Regions from separate parts of the Zea mays genome. Here region 1 is linked to region 2. Evidence: chromatin contacts called from public Hi-C data. All regions are on one chromosome and are shown on one strand. Each heading gives the region's core, a stretch centred on a gene start, on an enhancer-like site or on the middle of the called end of the contact. The rest is flanking DNA. Distances are from core to core; before and after follow the strand shown.

What was found. A called contact is a pair of places that touch in the nucleus more often than the background predicts.
Region 1: a contact with region 2 is called in a Hi-C map of ear, with 1.9 times the contacts expected there. The contact joins the promoter of LOC103628968 here to the promoter of LOC100277025 in region 2. A contact is called at or near these places in 3 of 25 Hi-C or Micro-C datasets (ear, endosperm and leaf).

What each region holds. Positions count from the first base shown.
Region 1 is chr6:9,067,945-9,070,714 of Zm-B73-REFERENCE-NAM-5.0, reverse strand. LOC103628968 (pentatricopeptide repeat-containing protein At1g19720) reads right to left here and starts at 1,252. Exons shown (of 4, transcript XM_008650164.4): 1 at 1-1,252. The coding sequence starts at 962.
Region 2 is chr6:8,470,295-8,472,994 of Zm-B73-REFERENCE-NAM-5.0, reverse strand. It overlaps LOC100277025, which reads right to left and starts at 1,260. Exons shown (of 3, transcript NM_001150698.2): 1 at 931-1,260. The coding sequence starts at 1,173. It overlaps LOC100217177 (Ribosome-recycling factor chloroplastic), which reads left to right and starts at 1,426. Exons shown (of 12, transcript NM_001143538.1): 1 at 1,426-1,521; 2 at 2,175-2,298; 3 at 2,378-2,444; 4 at 2,539-2,634. The coding sequence starts at 1,443.

The DNA of each region.
Region 1 (2,770 bases), core at 3-2,502, 600 kb before region 2:
CCCCTATCACCGTGGACAAAACCAGACACAAGGCTAGTCCAGGTGACGACGTCCGGAGCAACACCGGACTCCTCCATCTGCTCCAGCATCTCCATGGCCACATCAAGTTCCCCAGACCTCGCGTAGCTCGAAACCAGCGTGTTCCATGTGACAAGCCCAGGCTCTGTACCTTGGCGCCTCATATCGTCGAGCAGCCTCCGTGCCTCTTCCCATTCGTTGGAGCGGCAGCACCCGAAGATCATCGAGTTCCACGTGCACAGGTCCCGCTGCCCCATCATGTCGAACGCGGCGCGCGCACGGCCCAACTCTCCGCACTTGACGTACATGGCCAGCACCGAGTTCCCCACGGGCACGTCCCTCGCTCCCTCCGCCATGAAACCTCTCCGGATCGCCAGGGAATGCATCGCCGTCCCGAGCTCCAGGTCCTCTGTGTACGCACAGGCCTGTAGAATCCGGGTGATCAGGAACCTGTCCGGGATGACCCCTTCCCTGACCATGGCCACCGCGAGCGCGACGACCTCCTCGTACAGGCCCCTGATGGCGTAGGCACCGATCATGGCCGACCAGGCGAGCAGGTCCCTGCACGCCATTCCTTCGAACACCTTGCGAGCGTCCCCTAGGCGCCCAGCGCAGGAGTGCACCGTGATGAGCTTCGTCTCGGAAACAATCAGGCGCTCACTGCCAGTGCTGCCGGAGGAAGGGGAAGGGCCAGGCGGCAGCGGCGGCGGCAGCGGGTGAGTTGTTGTTGGTCTCTGGGCGGGGGGGCACGGACGGGTACTTGGGCGTGGGGTATGGGAGCTGCTGCTTCTTCTAGTTGCTTCTTGGAAGGGGAGCGCGAGGGGAGGAGCCTGCGCGAAAGCAGCCGTGATGGGCTCTTGGAGGCGGCCATGGCAGGGTCTGGAAAGAGGCAGTTGGTGGGGTCTAGGGAGGAAAGAGGGAAAGGGAGCCGGGAGGAGCTCCATGGGAATGGGAGGGAAGAAGATGTTGGGATAGGGGTATCAGCCAACCCGACGAGAGGCACAGACATGGGGCGAGGCGGGGGCCGCCGCCGGAGCTCTCGTTCCCCTCCCTTCGCACGGGCGGAACACGGAGGCGCTGCTTGCCCTCGCGCCGTCCGTCGCGCGCGCAGAAGACACGCTTGCCTCGCAAACAGCTGCAGGCCGGTAGGAGTGGGGAGATAGAGTTGGGCTTCGTTCCGACGAACAAGTGTGGCTAAAGTGAGATAGAGGCGACCGGATAAGAAGTCAACAACGATGCAATGCGCCGCAGGGGTAGGGATGGCAATTTTACTCACCGGTTCGGGTATCCACGGATATCCGACCCGCCGATTTCAGATTCGGATACAAAATTTAACTCGCGGGTCTTACCCATACCCAACCCGTGATAAAATCGGGTCGGGTACGGGTTTAATATTTTACCCGCAGGTACCGGCGGATATCTGAAATTTTCAGTTTCCATTTTTTCAGCCCACCTGAAATCGGCCGGCCCAGCCCAATATCCTTTATTCAATCACCCAGGAACCCTAGTTTCTCTCTCACGGTCTCACCTCAGGCAGTCACGCATAGCCGCCAGAAAGCAGAAACTGCTCCAGCGCTCCTGCTCCTCGCCGGCGTCGACCCTGCCGCGGTGCCGCACTGTCGCCTGCGTGGTTGGCTGGCTGCGTCCCTGCTCGGCTGCCCAGCTACCTGGCCGCCACCCGCCATCGCCACTCCGCCAGCGAGGAGCGAGATCCAGGCGAGGTGACCAGGCGAGGCGAGGTGACCAGGCGAGTGCGGGCGTCCCTGCTGCCCATGCTGGCGTCCCTGCGTCCAGGCGAAGCGACCAGGCGAGTGCGGGCGTCCTTGCGTCCGGCGTCCCTGCTGTCCGTGCGTGCCGTTTGCTGTCTGCGCACTGGGAGCCGCTACCAATTGTTGCAGAGGCTTCACGGCGGACTGACTCCAATTGTTGCAGAGGCTTCACGGCGGACTGACTCAAATCATGTGTTGTTGTCCAAGTTGTTGTCCAAACTCCAAAGAAACTCCAAAGAAAATCATGTGTTGCTGTCCAGGCTTGCTTCTGTAACAATAATCAGATTTATTATGTCTTGTTTTTTTCTACCTTGTATATTGTCAACCATGTGTTTAATTTATGTGGAGTGTAATTATACCCGCGGGTATCCGATACCCGCCTGATACCCGATGGGTACGGGCACGGGTACAAAATCCTATCCGCGGGTATAGTCGCGGGCGGGTATGAGTAATACCCGCGGGTATTGTCACGAGCGGATATTTACCATACCCGATCCGAACCCGACCCATTGCCATCCCTACGCACGGGGATAAAAACAGGCAGAAAAAATCGCCAAGAAAAATATTCTCTGCCTCCAAATTATCCTAATTTTCTTTAAAAATCAATAATTTTTTTTCTTAGGATGTACCAGTATGCGGAGTGTCGAACTGTCGATGGGTCGGCTGAGCAGGGCTTTTTTATCGTGAAGTCTTACTAGACGATTATTAAAAAATGGCAGTGTTTTGCAGAGCTCCCACAATTTTGCACCTAGCAAGAATAATTTCTACTGAGTCAAACGATAAAAATTTGAACTGCTTACCGTAGCGGAATGAATCTAGTCTCTGCTTTGTACTAGAAAGTAGGAGCAAAAAACATGTTTCTCACCATTCCCAACCTACTCCTCACTCTTTAACCTCTCGAGAATCACTTCACAGTCTTTAACCTCTTTGGCTTTAATGGCCTCGTTGTCGTCCCCCGTAAGAGGACGAGGGCGAGGACCTCT
Region 2 (2,700 bases), core at 11-2,510:
TATCGACCTAGTCTGATTTCAGGCTATGAAACTTAGGGCATGTTTGGAAACACCCGAACAGGCCCTAAGTTTCAGGGCATGTTTGGGACGACCTAGTCTGATTTCAGGCTATGGAAGTTTATAGAAATTAGATTCTCAGTCTCTTAAAAACCAAGAAGCTGGCCCCTCCTAGCTAAAAAAATAAAAACTGGTTTCTTAAAAACTAGGTTGCTTCCAAACAGGACCTTACACGTCACAGTATCACACAAAGTGTCTGGTGCATAAACTGTGTTGAGTGACTTTCAGGTCCTAATCTGTTCATGGCTTTTGCTCAATCCACGTGTGTTGGACTGGGAAGAAATTGAAACTGTCAGGCCCACGAAAACAGCATTCACGATTTCAGGCTCTCATGATGGTGCAGGTAGCAAGGGTGATTGGAAGCTGCTGTAATGAACAAATCAGTAACAACGTGTGAGTTTAACTGCGATCCATACCCAGCACTAGTGGTGCCCCGGTGCATTACAGGACACCGCTTTTTCATTAACATGTACGGTTACTTCAGCAAGTGTAAATGCTATTCTCGAGAATCTAGTGCACTTTTCCCCAATGTGTTACGGTTGGCACCGTGAAGGTAACACATCAGCATAATCCTATCCTTCAACAACTGCAATTTTACAAACTGCCAATGCTGTTATCGGTGACCTGGTACATTTTTTAATTCGTTTTTTAGCCAATGCAATCCAATATCCAACAACACACAGAACACGGGTACATTTCCTACACAAGTATAAGGATTCTGAACCTGGCAGCGTGTTCCAGGGACAGGGTAACAATCCCCGCAAAACGGCGAGGGACCTAACAATCAACCTAACAATCCGTCGAGCAGGAGCAGGGGCAATCAATGCGAACAAAAAAAAAAGCGATGACGGGTCGGTCGGGCGTATACGGTACCCTGCTGTTCCGCTGGAAGGAGTAGCGCAGCTCAGGGTCGATCTCGTCCTCCTCGAAGTCGTCGACGGTGAGGTCGAGGTCCTGGCGCTTGCTCCGGGGCATGCTCATGGTGGGCGTCTCCCCGGGGTTGCTGGTGACGCTGACCTTCCCCTCGCGGCTCATCCTTGCCGCGTCCTCGTCCTCCGCCGCCTCCCCCGTCCTCCATGGAGCCGACGACAGCAGCTCCTTCCGCTTCCGCCCCATCCTCGCCGCCTCTCTCTCTCCTTTCCTCTTCGGCTGCGTTTGGACGGGAGGAGGAAGAGGATGAGACGATGAGGTTATCGGCCGCCTGGTGGGCCTGGGCGGGCGTGGTCTTTTATGGGCTGGGTCGTCCGTCCTATATCAGAAATGGCCCAAACGGCCTAGCTTGGCCCACTTCTGCTGATATGGCCTTCGTTCTTATCCACACGCGCTCGTCCCGTCTCCTTCCCTCCCTTGGTCAGCCTCAGCCACCGACCGTTGCACCAGCTCGCATGGCGCTCCACGCCGTCTCCCCCGCGGCGGTCTCCTCCCCGCTACGCGCCCTCTCGCGCAGCCTCCCCCAGCGCTCAGGTCCGTCCCTCCTCCTCTCCTCGCCCCCCGCAGATTGCGCGGGATTGTTTCGGCAATGACCAATGAGCCAAACACTGGGTACCTCTAGTTAGGTCATGTGCTCGCCTGCCATTCGCACTGCACGAACAGATTTCCTTGCAATTTTGGGGGGTTTAGATGATGGAAACAAACTCCGGCTTTATCCTCTAAGTTTAGGGGATAATGCCGTCTGATAGTGCCATAATACAATTGACACTCGCTAAGCTTTTCCACCAGATTGTGAAACAGGGCGCTAGTCAGATCTGTCGTGGATTGTAGTTCGCCCGAAATGTGCTCAGTTATGGTCTACTAGTTTCTAGTTAGGTTCCAATAGGTTGCTATGTTTTTCATTTACTCTTTAAATATAGAGTATAAAACATAAAGATATGTGCATTCTGTTGGCTAGGCGGACTAAAATGTGGGTTTACAGTCAAGTTCAAATCCGTATTTGTGTATAATTTTAGCTTTTTACCATTTAAATGTGGGGGTTCAGATGATGCACAACGATGGTGGAACGGTGAAAACTTGTGCTTTATAGTAGTAGAGATAGACATACATTCAATTAATAGTGTTTTCCATGAAAACAAAAACAATAGTGTGGCAAACTCTTGACAGCAGATGTCCTACTTTTACAGGCTGTGGTTGTTTACCAAAGCAGTCCGTCACGATTTGCTCCTCTACGAACTTTGCGAGAAAACTTCAGGATGGACCAGTGGACTTTGCTGCTAGGCGACTGGTTCTTGGACACTCGGACAAGAGGCGAGTGGTTACAGATATAGGTGTTTACCCCGTATCATTATGGACCGTCATCAATAGCTTGTCATTCTCATGTTATCAGAGCAGTTCTGACGCATGCCACTATTGAAGAAATTGAAGCGGAGAAATCCCTCATCGAAGACCAAGCTGTATGTTACAGTGTACCCTCTATTGGGAAGCCCCCTTTTGCCTGGTCAGGTTTTGTGCCTCTTGTTTTAACTAGCTGCCCGTATGTGTCTTCAGAAAGAAAAGATGGAGAAGGCGATCGAAACAGTCCAAACTAACTTCAACACTGTGAGGACAGGGCGTGCAAGCCCGGCCATGCTTGACCGGATCGAGGTTTGATGGCTAGTCCTTGTTCTTTTTGCTCTTATGATGTAGTTCGAACTGTTGCGTGACCAAATA